Linked DNA regions of Columba livia: region 2 is linked to region 1. Evidence: chromatin contacts called from public Hi-C data. All regions are on one chromosome and are shown on one strand. The core of a region is the stretch at or near the end of the contact, and the rest is flanking DNA. Distances in the headings are between cores, read along the strand shown. Region 1 overlaps LOC110356708 (a long non-coding RNA gene). Region 2 overlaps RTF2 (replication termination factor 2).

The links. Hi-C and Micro-C count contacts between places; a contact is called where the count stands out from the background.
Region 2: a Hi-C map of crop shows a contact between it and region 1, with 3 times the contacts expected there. The contact joins two enhancer-like sites. A contact is called at or near these places in 2 of 2 Hi-C or Micro-C datasets (crop and liver).

Annotation. Positions count from the first base shown.
Region 1 is chr16:10,816,435-10,823,213 of bColLiv1.pat.W.v2, forward strand. The region is part of intron 3 of LOC110356708 (a long non-coding RNA gene); the gene reads right to left. Among named protein-coding and RNA genes, the nearest start is that of BMP7, 12 kb to the right of the region's middle. Within about 2 kb of position 2,912, at least 1 of the 3 cell types and tissues checked has an H3K27ac peak away from gene starts, as active enhancers do.
Region 2 is chr16:11,142,060-11,148,838 of bColLiv1.pat.W.v2, forward strand. RTF2 (replication termination factor 2) reads right to left here. Exons shown (of 9, transcript XM_065032466.1): 7 at 6,738-6,779; 8 at 6,570-6,662; 9 at 2,771-5,300. The coding sequence ends at 5,119. Among named protein-coding and RNA genes, the nearest start is that of RTF2, 24 kb to the right of the region's middle. Within about 2 kb of position 4,147, at least 1 of the 3 cell types and tissues checked has an H3K27ac peak away from gene starts, as active enhancers do.

The DNA of each region.
Region 1 (6,779 bases), core at 1,662-4,161:
AGACCTCTGTCTACATCCTTCCCTTCCCTTCCCTTCCCTTCCCTTCCCTTCCCTTCCCTTCCCTTCCCTTCCCTTCCCTTCCCTTCCCTTCCCTTCCCTTCCCTTCCCTTCCCTTCCCTTCCCTTCCCTTCCCTTTCCAATCTTTAACCTTTGGCCATACATAGGCAGGTTTTACCTCACTGACACTCCCTGCAGTCCCACTGATATTTCAGCCCATAGGAATCTGAAGTCATAGTTTGGTTCCAAGGAAATTCAATGTACAGCAGTACATTAAGTACATATACCATGTTTTCTCGTCACTGGAGGGAATGTTTTTGCACTAGCTTGAAAAAGAACTTGGGTGTGATTAAGATAAAATAGATTATGGAGAATTTGATACACGTGTAAATGCCTCCAGATATTTAATCAATGGGGAAGCAGTGGAACAGGTTTGGGCGGCCTACAGGTTGATGACCTGTTCTGATAAAACCTGGCTGGACTATAGAAGTCATTCAATATCCATCCTTGCTGCAGTTTCTCGTGGCCAGTGAGCTACATGGAGTACAGATTCCTGATTTTATTACTTTAACTTGCCACCCTCATAGAGGTTATTGCGTTAGGATAAAAGAAAGTAATCCAAAAGGAACATTTAAGTTTTACCTATCAAAAAAACAAAACAAAACAAAACCCCAAGCCATTATGTATCCACATTGGGATGGAGAGGAGGAAACTGTAGGAAATATTGGCCATGAGTCCTACTATATGCAGAGACATGAAATCTTGGCTGCCCGCTCTATGAGCTAAAATGTTGGATAGAAACAGTGCTCTAGAAAAGATTGAACCCTGGGGCTTACTGCTAGGCAATGATGGATTTAATTAGCAGGGTGTGTCTGGAGGGAATGAAGGAGATTCTTCTCAGGACGTGCCTACGCTTGAAACTGTGTGGGTTTTGTGCATCTCTGTTAAATGATCTGAAAAATCTATTGTAAGATCAATGCACACATACCTCCCCACAATTCTGTCCCACACATAACATATTCTTACTTTGTCACTGCAGTTCTTCATGCAATAACAACAAACACTTTAAAAGTTCAGTTTAATTCCGCGTCTTGTTCAAACTCCTCTAGTGTTTTGTGCTGTTTCCCACATGTTCAGTTGTGAGGCCTTTCACACCTTTTTTGTTACAAATAGAATAAAAACTGACAGATTAGTGTGCAACTGAAACAAAAAATCCCCAGTGAAAATGCTAATGCTATGGTTTAGCCTCTGGTCAGCAGACTACATTAAACAGCACTTTTCCATTTATGCAACAGAAGATTTTGTTAGTCAATAAATCCATGCAATCTTAGAGGAAAGAATTAGTCTTACATAATTGGAGTTTTGTTTCAGGAAATGAATTTATACTAAGAGATTCAGTCTCTTAATTGAAAAGATTTAGTGTGTTTGCGTTCCACTTAACAGTTTTATTTGTTCCTTAATTTCCAGGAGTCCACACTAGGAAATAATTTAACAAAAATGCCAAGAGGAAAGGGATGTGCCTGCCAGGTTTGTGTGCAGACAAGAAACAGGGTCCCTTGAGCTATGCTACTGCTGGTGAATCAAAGACCTCAGAAAATCTCTGCAGATTTATATGTTAGTTCCTCTGTCTGTAAAATGGAAATTGAGCACTTTGTTATCTCACATAACTGCTGTTAGTGTTGGTATCCACAGAATGTGCAGTTGGTAAGTGCGCTACTAGTATTACGAATGTAACAAAATCAAAGAAAGCAGGATAAGATTTCATGGATGGGAAACACTGCCTTAACAAGAGCCTTTTTCAAACATCTTTCTCTCCTGACAAAAGATGAGGAAATTACTAGTAAATGCAGTAAATTGGATTACAGGAGAGAGGAAAAAAAAAAAGGAAAAAAAAAAAAAAAAGCTGCCATCTTTATACTCTGCCAAGAGAAAAAAACCAGCAATGAGCTGTACTAGGTACAAAAATGTTTGTATATTGAGAGTGATCCTGTATCAAGCTTGTGTCCCACTGTGGGAATTCCATTTGCAAAAGAACTGTAGGGATTGTTCTGCAAAGAGCATCGAATCCTATGGACCCACTGCCTTTCCCAGGAACTCTTGCTGCTTCGCTTACTCTTTCTGGCTGTGAAGTCTGAAAAGAGTTCACAGAGGAGCAAAAGGATCAGACTTCCCCTCTCACCTTTTGTTGCAGAAAAAGGGGTTGATCTAGTCCTCTAAAAACACTTCAGACTGAACTGGACCACAAACCAACCCATATTACACACAAAACATACACTCACAAAAACGCTACCTTCCTAACTCCTGCAATAAAAAGATTTAAAGCTGCTATTTACAACCAAATCCAACCAAATATCTGTAAGATCCAATACAAATGATACTGAAGCTATCATTTGCTATGACTTAGATAAGTATTCCATAGTTCTGATTTTAGCTTCCATTGAAAACTGATGTAAGGAACTGCCACCATATACACAGGCACATATTTCACCCAACCCACCACTACCAGCTCCAGGTCACACTGATTAACACTTTTCACATAAACACACTTTTTCTTATTTCAAATGTTAATGCCTGCTTAGTGCAAGGTGAAAGTCTATCCAACGATAGAATCCCTTAGGAGTGTTAATTAAACGGGACAATAATAATCCACTGGTGATTTATGACGAGGTGGATTACTAGACCATAGTGGTTGGTCTGATAGGCATTTATTGCCTACTTAACCATTTAAGTATAACAAAAAAAATCGTTGTGGTACAAAAGGTGATGAATGTGTCTGCTAAAACAGTCCATTAAGATGATTCATTAACATTACAAAGAGGTCTGCAGCCTCTGTGCCACTTGGAGCCTTTAAAAGTCTGGGAAAGTGAGAGGCATTACCATAGGAAATGCTTTATGCTAAATGTGCGCCGATAGAATCTAAAGTCCACTTTCTGCAGATAACATCGCTTCTTACATTTTGCACTACAAGGTCTAAGGATGCTTTGTACTTCTCAGCTCCCCAGCTAGGGAATGGATCCTCCTACCAGAGGAGTGCGGGAGGAGTAATAAAAGTCGCAATGTTCTGGCATAGGTTGGAGTCCTCGTCCGTCCCTTTGAACTGCTGTTCCTGGAATGCTGAACCACTGGTTACGCCACTGTGGAATGACATGGGAGTCATGAGTTATAGTCACAACAGCTACAACTTTATTAAATGCACAGCAAATAAAGCCAGTATAATGATCTTTTCAGGTCACATAACAGCAGATGCCTGCTGTGTAACAGCAAGGCGGTGCAGCAGCTACAACTGATACACGGAATAGCAGAAGGGTTCAACCAGCATGTAAATGGATCCAAAATAGCAAAATTAAGGCCTCAATATTTTCCTAACAAATTATTCCCTGAAATGTGGAACAAATGAAGCTTGATTCTTTATGGATTTATGTTACACCTCTTACACCTCCCTGCTGGAATAAGCCCAGCTATCCTCTATCACATCCCACTGCGATGCCTCCAGCCTCCTTTGCCCCTCCAGCCTCCCCAAAACACACAGTATCTCTTATTTTCTGGGGAGTACCCTAGCATGCCTTGGCCTCTTTCCCCTAGCCATCTCTTGACTTTTTTTCTTTTAATTTGGAAGGCAAATAAAGCAGTGGTTTTGCCAAAGAATATCATCAGAACAATGTGCAAATCAGTCGAATGGCTCACTGTTGTCAAACACAATGAATAATTGCTGGATTCTCCCTTGTTCCTCAGTGGGTGCACTAAAAAGGATTCCTTCCTCTGCGTAGGTGCTAATTCTTGCAAAACTGGTAAGGACATAGTATCTCTGAAACATCTATGTAACTTGTGACAAATGTGTCAGCATATTGAAAACTGGGTCAGATAAATAATAAGATTGTGTAAGTAGTTTCCCTAGGGAACCAGACTATGAGGTGTGATAAGATCTCCACTGACCAGAAGTCAGTCGAATCTTGTTTATGTATTTCATCTAAAATAGAGCATCACCCAGCGCTTCCTAAATTACAGGAAGTGTGAACAGCACCTGCTCAGACAACCTGCGTTAGCTCAAAACAAGCCAGACCAGGTTCTAGGAGCAGAACGAGAAACTAGCACCAGAGCCAATAAATTCTGCTTCTCAGTAGGTAATTAGTCTATTTTAATTCTCAGTAGGTGAATTAGCACAGCTATACCAAATCCTGGGCTGGAGATGACTTAGCTAGTTTTGCTGTCCCTGCATGGCATTCATTTCCTAGACATTTCAATTCTTCAGAAATGAATGTTAAAAGTGAAAAATTATGGATACTGAACCTATAAAGGGAATGGAGCTGAGAGGCACACATGACATCAAACAAAGCTACCCCCAATATTGCTCAATGTCATTTAACTGCTTGAGGAACTGGACAAGCCCCATTTAATGTCTGATGCAAAATATATTTCCATTTTATTCTTCTAGGAAAACAAGGCATTGACTGTATACATGTTCTGTAATAACGCTTTATTACAAGGCATGCTGCACTGGATTGATTTAATCTACAGTAATGGGATAACTGTTTTCAAGTAGGGCCATTAACCCAGTAATCAGTTTTCCCATAACCAGTTGCAGAAATGGTAAGTGTGTTTAAAATTAACCATTCTGATTAACGACCTGAGAGTGCTGAGGCAAGGGGAAAGCTGCCGTGTGCTCTGCACCTCTACACGCACCTTTAGATTCCCCTGGGACACTTGCAAGTCTCAGTTCTTAGTCAATGACACCCAAGGGTGCTCAGCCAGGTGTAAGACAGAGCAGGGAGGAGGGAATATAAAATAGTGGGAGGCTGGCAGGAGCACAGGCTAAACCAGAAAGAGACGCTGAACGTGTGTGTCCAGTGGAGCCTGATGAGATTCAGAGTGGGACTGGGAACAAGGATGAAAGGATTGAAAGACCCATGTTTGAAAAGCAAAGGAGAAGAATTTAAATTTCAACCCAATACATTTTCTGATTTTTCTCTCCTACATACTGAATTTAACTTAACTTCTGTATGAGCTGGGAGACATTATCAAGAGCTTTTTATATTTTACTCTACACATTCCTTACGAAGTTCCCCCAAATTTACACACACAGATTCTATCATCCCAGACCACACTTCACTTGTGATCTCTTCTTACACCTACAAAAATATTGAAGGTAAATGCCTCACATTTGTACAATACAGAGGTAGGTCTCAGCTCAGAGAAGATGGTTGGCAATTTTCAGACAAAGTATTTTTTGCCAAAGTATTTTTTGCTATCAGAAAAAGCCAACTTGCCCAAAATAAAATTTTAAAAGGTAATATATTGGATTTCATGGAAGTATAGTTAGGCAGGTTCAGATATTTCCATGAGAAAAATCTGTTCTGAATAAGAATGAAGCAGAAATGTGGATGTTACTTTATTCATTTCCAAAGTCAGAAAAATACCCAAATATATGATAGCACCCTACCAAAAGCAACAGCATAATTGTCTGGCTGTTCTCTATACAGCTAATTTACTTTGTTTAAAAAAAGAATAAATAAAATTCTCTAGACCAAAGAGAGATTGAGTGATGAAACAGCCTGGTGACGGAGTCCCACCTATGAAGTACAGGACTCCAGGCAGGCTCTTTTTCAACCCACTCCAGAGCCCAAACTTGAATCTGACCAAAATAATGTTGAAAACATTATGTCAGATGTCTGCTCCAAACCCCATAAAGCACTACTTGGACACGGCCCAAGTAAATACCCTAGTCACTGGATGTCGGTTATTCTGGGATGTCTCATTCTTTCTATTCATGTTTTGTTTTTTAAATCATTCTGTGACAAATCGAAAACAAATGTCAAAACCGTTAATTTTTTTACATACTAGTTTGTTTGTTTGTTTTTTTCTGGACAACTCTCAGCGCACCACCCTTAACTCTTCAATTGATTTTTTCCTCTTATAACTTGATCCAAGTTGCTAGCCTTTAGAAGAGTGAGACATTCAGCTCTCGCATAAGGAAAATCAGATTCATGCATCGTGTTGTCCTATACCACTGATTTTTAAAGGGTGCTTCACAAGCATTTGGGGCTCACAAGCTGCTTTTACAGTGACCCGAAAAGGTAAATAAGACAGATTGTTTTGATATGTCATAAAGAATTGGCTGTTGCCAAAGTCTGGAAATCAGAAAATTTTAAAGATCATTCCTTTATATCAATATATCTGTGTCCTACTGTTGTTAGCATGGGTTGAAAGCTTGCAATACGCTTTTATTTGCACAAGGACAAATAACTACTAACATTATTAAAATCTAAGACAATCACAAGATTGTTTGAAATACAGTAAGAATACTTTGGCTCAGGAGATTCATGTATAATCAGATTCATCACTTTCAAGAGAAAGCCATTTTACATCAGTCAAAGCTAATAAAAAGTTCATGTTGTTACTTTTTCCTTATATTTATAATAATGTAATCATATGAAACCTAGAAAAAAATTATCCTCTTGACACTGTTGTTCTTCATGATTAACAGTTAACATATCTCTAATATGACCCCTAAGCAGAAGAATTTCTAGTCAAAACATCAAATAAAATTCAGTTTACATGGCGTTAAACACAGTTAGAAATCCATTTGTTCCTTTATTCTGATAAATTAATTCCCATAAATGTCTGCAAATAGATTCAGAAAATGAGATGTTTTTTTCAGCCTGTCTACCTGGATTCCTCAATCAGAAAGTCTCTGAGGCAGCAAATTTTGGTCAGACACAGTTCATCTTTTTTCCAGAAATTTTCAGTAAAAACAAGCCTCAAATATGGATTTTTGAGGAACGGTG
Region 2 (6,779 bases), core at 2,897-5,396, 330 kb after region 1:
GACTAAACATCCATCCAAGATCAGAGAATGAACATGGCAACACCTTCCTACCTGTAACATGGAAAGTGATGGATCATTTTGATGTTCTCCACTGAGGATACAACTCCGCTTTTAAAAAATTGCCACGTAGGGAGAAAAACAAGTAATCTGTACAGTGATGAACCCAACCTGACTCAAAATGCTGTGGAATTCAGGAGGTGGCCTGGAAGATGGAGAAAGTTCTATGAGGGGAAGGGGTTGTTTGCCCATCAACTCACACCCTTAACTTTTGAGAAAACCTCTTAGACGTGTCACGAATACTACACAAAGGTTGAGTTCTGCTGGTAGGGCGACAATTCAGAATTCCATTTTATTCCATGTCACAGTGAAATTGGTTCTTCCCCCAAAAAAGATCTGTGGGTAATTTGCAAACTGCTGCCACTGACCTGTAGGAAAAATTTTAATCCACATGAAGTTAAACGCTTGACAAAACCACAGCTATGAAATTGTTAGCAGCACCTCCACAGCAACCGGGCAGTTGGATGGATATTTAGATTAAAACCCTGGCTTGCAGGCAGAACTCCCATCAATTGCAGATGGATCGGGATTCCATCCCTCTTGCTCATTTTGAAGGTTGTTAAAACTGAAAACACAGAAAAAACCCAACTCAATTATAATTTCTAGCTGTCAGGAAGGAATTATATCAGTTCTATTTTACAGAAGGAAATCTGCGCTGTCTAGCAGTAATCGGTTCCATATTTGTGAAGCCTTCCAACAAAACACTTTTTGTCTATGATTTGTACTCATCTTAGGACGTACTGATTCCAGCCCCTCTGTGGATTGTAATGTATAAACAGCCCTTTTATTTTTAAATGCAACTAAGAAACTATTTGGCAGAGTCACTGTAGTTCTGAATCTCGAGCAGAATACACCAACTGCAACTGGCGTCTGGGCTGCAAAGTGAGCAAGACAGGGCACTTGAAGACAATTGTGTGCGTTCAGTTTAGCTAAGAATAGGACATTAATAAGAAATATTTTCATCTAACAAGCATGTTTTAAAGAGAACTCTATGCTTTTTTTGGTCAATTTGACAGGCATGTGGTGATCTCATGGCAAGGAGGTTGGAGACTGAAGCAGAGAGGTATAGAAATTCCAGTAAAACCTCCCAATCATCTTAGCAAACCGCGTGTATTTTCCCACTGCACGCCTCTCACTGCATGTATCCCCATTAGAGAGAAGATAGTTCTACGATTACTTAAAAAAAAATAGTTGAGGGAAATAATATTTAAAATACCCCGACAGGATGAACCGTGTCCCTTCAAGCTTTACTAGTCACTAAACACCAACAGGGATGTCACTAAATTCCCGTCTTTCCAGAACAGATCCCACCCGTTCCTCCGCTTCAACTCTGCTTCCCCAACGGCTCTTGGGGGTGCTGCTGCATCTCTGAAGGATTTTAGTATTTCTGGAGATTCAGGGCTGCTATACTCTTAACTTTTATCAGCAACATAATTGAATGTTTAATTTCAACTAAGATTCACAGAGATACAAAAGCCTTGAAGACATACTGTTCTTAGAGGTTTTGTGGAAGATGGCTGGAGAGTCAAGAGCTCCGAGAGCCATGTCCTTGCAGAGGGATGGGCGTGCAGGAACCAGGAAAGTGCAATCCACCCCCAAAACCACCTTTGTGAGCTCCAGGATGCTCGGTGCAAGGTTCAAGGTGTGGAAGGTTCACTGGGAAGACAAAACCCTGGTTTCCACAGCTCCAGTTCTCTTTGTGGACGAGCAGGTGACACAGGCCGGCACACATTGGGTCAGCAGCTGCTCCACAGTGTCACGGATCATGGGGGACAAGGCAGTTCACAGGACGGCCTGTGACACAGCATGAAATTCAACATCTGAATTTGGGGGACCAGGGAATTTAGCTAAACACTGATATCGGGCTCATCTCTGCCAAGTCTGAATGTGCAAACAGCCTCAGGTTTTCAGTGTTAGAGGCATCGACACAGAAAGGACAGAATGCAAGTGTGCAGGCAGGCGGACAGCTCGGCGGGAAATCAGGATACAGAACTTTCCAGTCCCTTTCCACTTGTGATGTGGAACCTGCGGGCCAGATACGCACAAAAAGATGCCGCTATTATACAACTGACACTAACTGGGTCCTTTTTAGGCTCTTCAGAAGAGAGGCCAGGGCTTGAACATCATGGAAACAGAACTAACTGCTGCGTGAACTCCCCAGAACAGAGACACATGGATACAAGACTAATGCAGCATCTCAAAAAAACGCAGCTTTCAGATTCTAAGACTCTCGCAGTCTTCAACTTTCACCAACATTCAAATTCACCTATGTTAAAAGAAAATTAAATTGCCCTCCCCCACAAAAAGCAAACCACAACAAAGCAAACATCCTCCAGCAAACTATTCGCTTGAATGTATTAAAACTTGCCAAGTCAACGTTCCAGCCCCAACTGCCTAACCCAGCCTGCCAACAACACAAGTGGCCGCTTTTTTGCTCCTCTATTTTACATTAACAAAAGTCAATTGTGGCGATGAATTGCATCACATGCCAACAATATATCACATTCCTTCACAGCTGTTTTTTGTAAAGGGAAGGAAAAGACCTCATCAGTCACTGACAACATTTCTATAAACCATAAACATTTCAAGAATTCTCTCCACAGAGGGAGGATGGTAAACTACCAAACAAAATCCTAACAAAGTGCCATAGCGCAAACTATCAATTCCAGAAAATAAACCCAAGTGTGTACGAAGAAACAGCACATTAACCAAATCACGGTAATCATGAACTTATTTTAATAAATGAGCAGGTTAAACTGAAAAAATAAGTCACTATTATGCCCTAATGAGCAAGAACGCTTGTTACCAAGTCAGCAGGCTGGACTTGGCCCAATATATTATCAAGAAAAGGGAAGAAAAACTGCGTATTATGTTTTCTTATATTCTTTAGCAAAGTAATAGCTAAATCAAAAGCATTAATTCCCCTTAGGATTTATAACTGATTTAAAGAGAACAGCGCACTCCTATAAAACACTAATAGGGCTTTAACATCTATTGTCAAAAGAGAATTAGACCGCAAATAAAGGGCCTACTATAGTCTATCTTTTAGTGCAGTAATTTCATTATCTGTAACTAACAAATAATAAAGGTTAATAATGAAAAGAACACAGAACAGGGAGAACAAAGGTGATTACTAGACGTGCATATAAAATGTGGCTGAGCGCTTCCTGGAAGCTCAAGTAAACCTCAAACTGTTTGATGTGCTGTGTATACGCATTCGCATCTGTGGGAAACAAAAATGCTTACCACTATATAAATTCCACAACAAGCCAATTTTTAATTATACCTATCAAAATAGCAATAAAATCCTAGTAGTTTCATTCAACATGTTTGAAACACGGAGACCACCTACGCAAATATAAACACAGCATTTGAATCTCCAGTTAACTATTGGCAATTATAAACGGGGACACTTTTAAAAATAAATTATGAGGATAATTAATCATTTTCACACACAAAAGTAACAATGTAACATCATGCAGTGGTTTTAAAAGCCTCCTACTTTCTGCATTTCTATTCTGGTTAGTTTGTGCCAGGATCATAAAAGCATATTTTAATTTTAAAAGATGAAGAAAGGAAGGTGAAAAGCTTCCATCTCTCCCTCTAGTTATTTCATGTAGGTATTATTGGATTCAAATATTCAGCCACTAAATCCTTGCTATGGAACATTAACATTTTAAAAGGATTCCTGTGCTTGGAAAAAAGCTAATAATAAAAGGGCCAAAGGAAAGCCCATAAAAGGTTATTCTGTTCTAATGCTGACAAATTAAGCACATGTGTAACTATTCAATTGAAGTGTTATGGCCATAAGACAAAAGCAAGTTCTATCTAAATCAACATCGCGGGGATAAAACTGAGCGACATACTATGCTTAGCATCTTTCTGTAACAAGCAACTAACAGTCAAAAAGTTGTTTGCTGTTAAGAATTTTATGTCAGAAAATAAAACAATGTGTACTAGAGATGTTGTGAAAGCAGCACATTTCAGCAGCCTGAGAAGCGAAAGAGAAACGTCCTGGGCAGCTCATTCCAGCCCTGGGGGTTCCCTCCATCGGCCACCAGGGCTTTGACTCGCCTGACGCTGCTGCCCCGTCGTTTCTCCCCAAAAAGCCAGTGCAGATCCGCCTCCTCCTCTTCTGTCACCACCCGGGTTTCTCTCACCCTGTGTAAACGCTTCTATGTTCGTGGTAAGCTGCTGAATTCAAACCAGCAAATTGCTCCTCAGAGATGTACACAGAATCTTATTGTTTCAGCAGAGAAGGAAACTCATACTTTGCTCCCACTGTATTCTGATCCTCTGACAAAAGAAAGCAAGCTCAGACCTGATACTTCTAACTTTAAGACCCACACCCACAAAGAAACCCCCCAAAACCTTCTGGGGAAAAAAAATAGCCTATTACAGGCTCGTCTTTATAGATAATGACTTACAAGTGAATACCCTGTTATCAAAAACAGGCTACAACAGTAAGTACAATAAGAATGTTGTACAGATGCTTTCAAGATTATGCTTTCATATATTCCATCAAAAGGCAGATTACTTGAAAACACCTACAGAACCTTTAAGAAACAAACTAGTTCTACTGAGGGCCCAGTTAGCTGGTCCAAATGACAAGCGTTATTGCTCTTTTGACTGTCAGAAAGTTTCAAAAGGTTTAAATTTCTCTACTAATATGTTGAACGCTATAATTACAGTTGTGGCTCAGCTCAGCAGCAGAGGACAGGAGGCAGATCCTGCTGCCCTCACTCGTACTACTGAGGACACCAACTCGTGTGATGAAGAATGACAGCATCCAACCAGGAGGAGAAAAGAGACATTTTTGTGCAAATAATCCATCATTTTAGAAAGAGGTTTGTTGATACAACATGGCTTCTAACACTCTATTTCTTATTTAACAGAAGTTGCAACTAACAAGTTCATTAGCTATTCACAAGTTTATAAACAACTTGCAAACGGAATAATAACAGATAATATCAGATTACAAGAAAAGTTCTGTATCAGAGTAGTCCAGAGAAAGCCTCGGGGAAGGAAAGCAGTAATGTTAGGATCGGGCTCATCATTGTTTCAGAAGCAATATGCTGTGTGAGTAACCCAATTGGAACACTCTTCCTTCGAACGTTTTGCGGAGCTGTGTGATGTAAAAATAGATTTGTATGCTTCAGATTTCTCCTCGCTGTCCGCAATAGATCTCTTGGTGGTAGAAGAAGCCTTATTGACTTTTCCTGGTACGGATGAATTTCCATTATCTGCTAGAGAAAAAGGAATAGAGTGAAGCGTGCAATAACAGCTTAAAATTGATAAAAATATTTAAATAAGGATGGATAAAAGCATTTAAAAATAACACGTACAGCAATTAAGTGTATTTTTTCAGGGCTATCACAAATACATCCCATAATTGCACTGAATAGCAAACATGTTCCTAACAGCAAACACGTCCTTAGCTTTTAGAATTTATGCTCAAAATGAATTTAGAAATCTTGGAGAGAGAGGAATTCTTTCCTGTTTGTGTAAAGCCTTGCACTGTAATTCAGCATTGACAACATTTATTTCTCTGAGTGAAAACTGGCTCTGAACTCCAGTCTCAAGAAAGAAACATGAAAGTATTCCACCACCCCGAAGTATTGTTTGGAAATTAGCTATCAAATGACAAAAGCTAAACTTGTGACATACTGTCCCTGGGGAATCTATCTCCTCCCTTTATTCTTTGCAAAGTCATTTATGACCAATAACAATAGTCTGCATCATTTTCTATTTGGGTAGGAAAATGCCCATCCCTCTGTTTCCAACCCTCGCTTCTCTTTCTGAACAACTATTTAATCTTCTCCAAAGATGAAGCATGTGCCAAGTCTCTTGTGCAAAGAAATGAATGCACAGAAGTCTGCAGAAACTCTACATATTTAGTTTAACTTGGGCACAAAGGCACGTAAAGAGCTTGTAGGGAGCATGTCTGCAAAAGCACTTAATTGATTTCTGCATGGAGTCATAAGAATTGCATGTGCAATCCTAAATCAGCATAGATCAGATCCTTTTTATAGTTGGAGAATGCTGCTTTTAATGCCACTAATAGTTGCCTGGAAAGAATTACCAAAGGCTGGATTTGACAGAATGAATATGTATGCTGCAAGTCCAGAAACCTCAGGGCGCCGTGTTCACAAATTAACTCCTGTGCTACTGGCATTCCTCAGTCCATGGATTTCTTTTCTTTATTTTCCCTCTCTCCTCTTATTCTGTTGCTGGTTGATATAAAAGCTGCTAGAAACATAAATCAAGGACCTGCCATTTCAAAAGGCATTTTTTTCCTTTACACTCTTGGAAAAGAAAAATACAGCAAACATTATATTAGAATTACTAGGTTCCTAAACATCCAAGAGCAATTATAATCATCTGGACTGAAATATCTTTAAAAGTCTGTTCTTTATAAACGCAGGCAGTAGGGAGGAGGCAAGGCATTTCTGATGGAAATTCTCCCCGCTTCTCACACAGTTCATCATTTAACTATTCCCAGATTCACCAACCTGAACTTTTGGTGAAGATAATCTGCCTCTTCTCCCCAGAACTGGATTTGATACAATCCTTTCCACTCTTTGCCTTTGATGGACCTGGACAATCTGTGAAAGAAAAAATGAAATCATGAATCTGCTTCAGGCCTCAGAAGGTCCCACATCCCGTAGCTGTGACGTTACCTGCAGCGCTGTCCTGCTGAGAAGCTGATTCGGCTGCCTTAC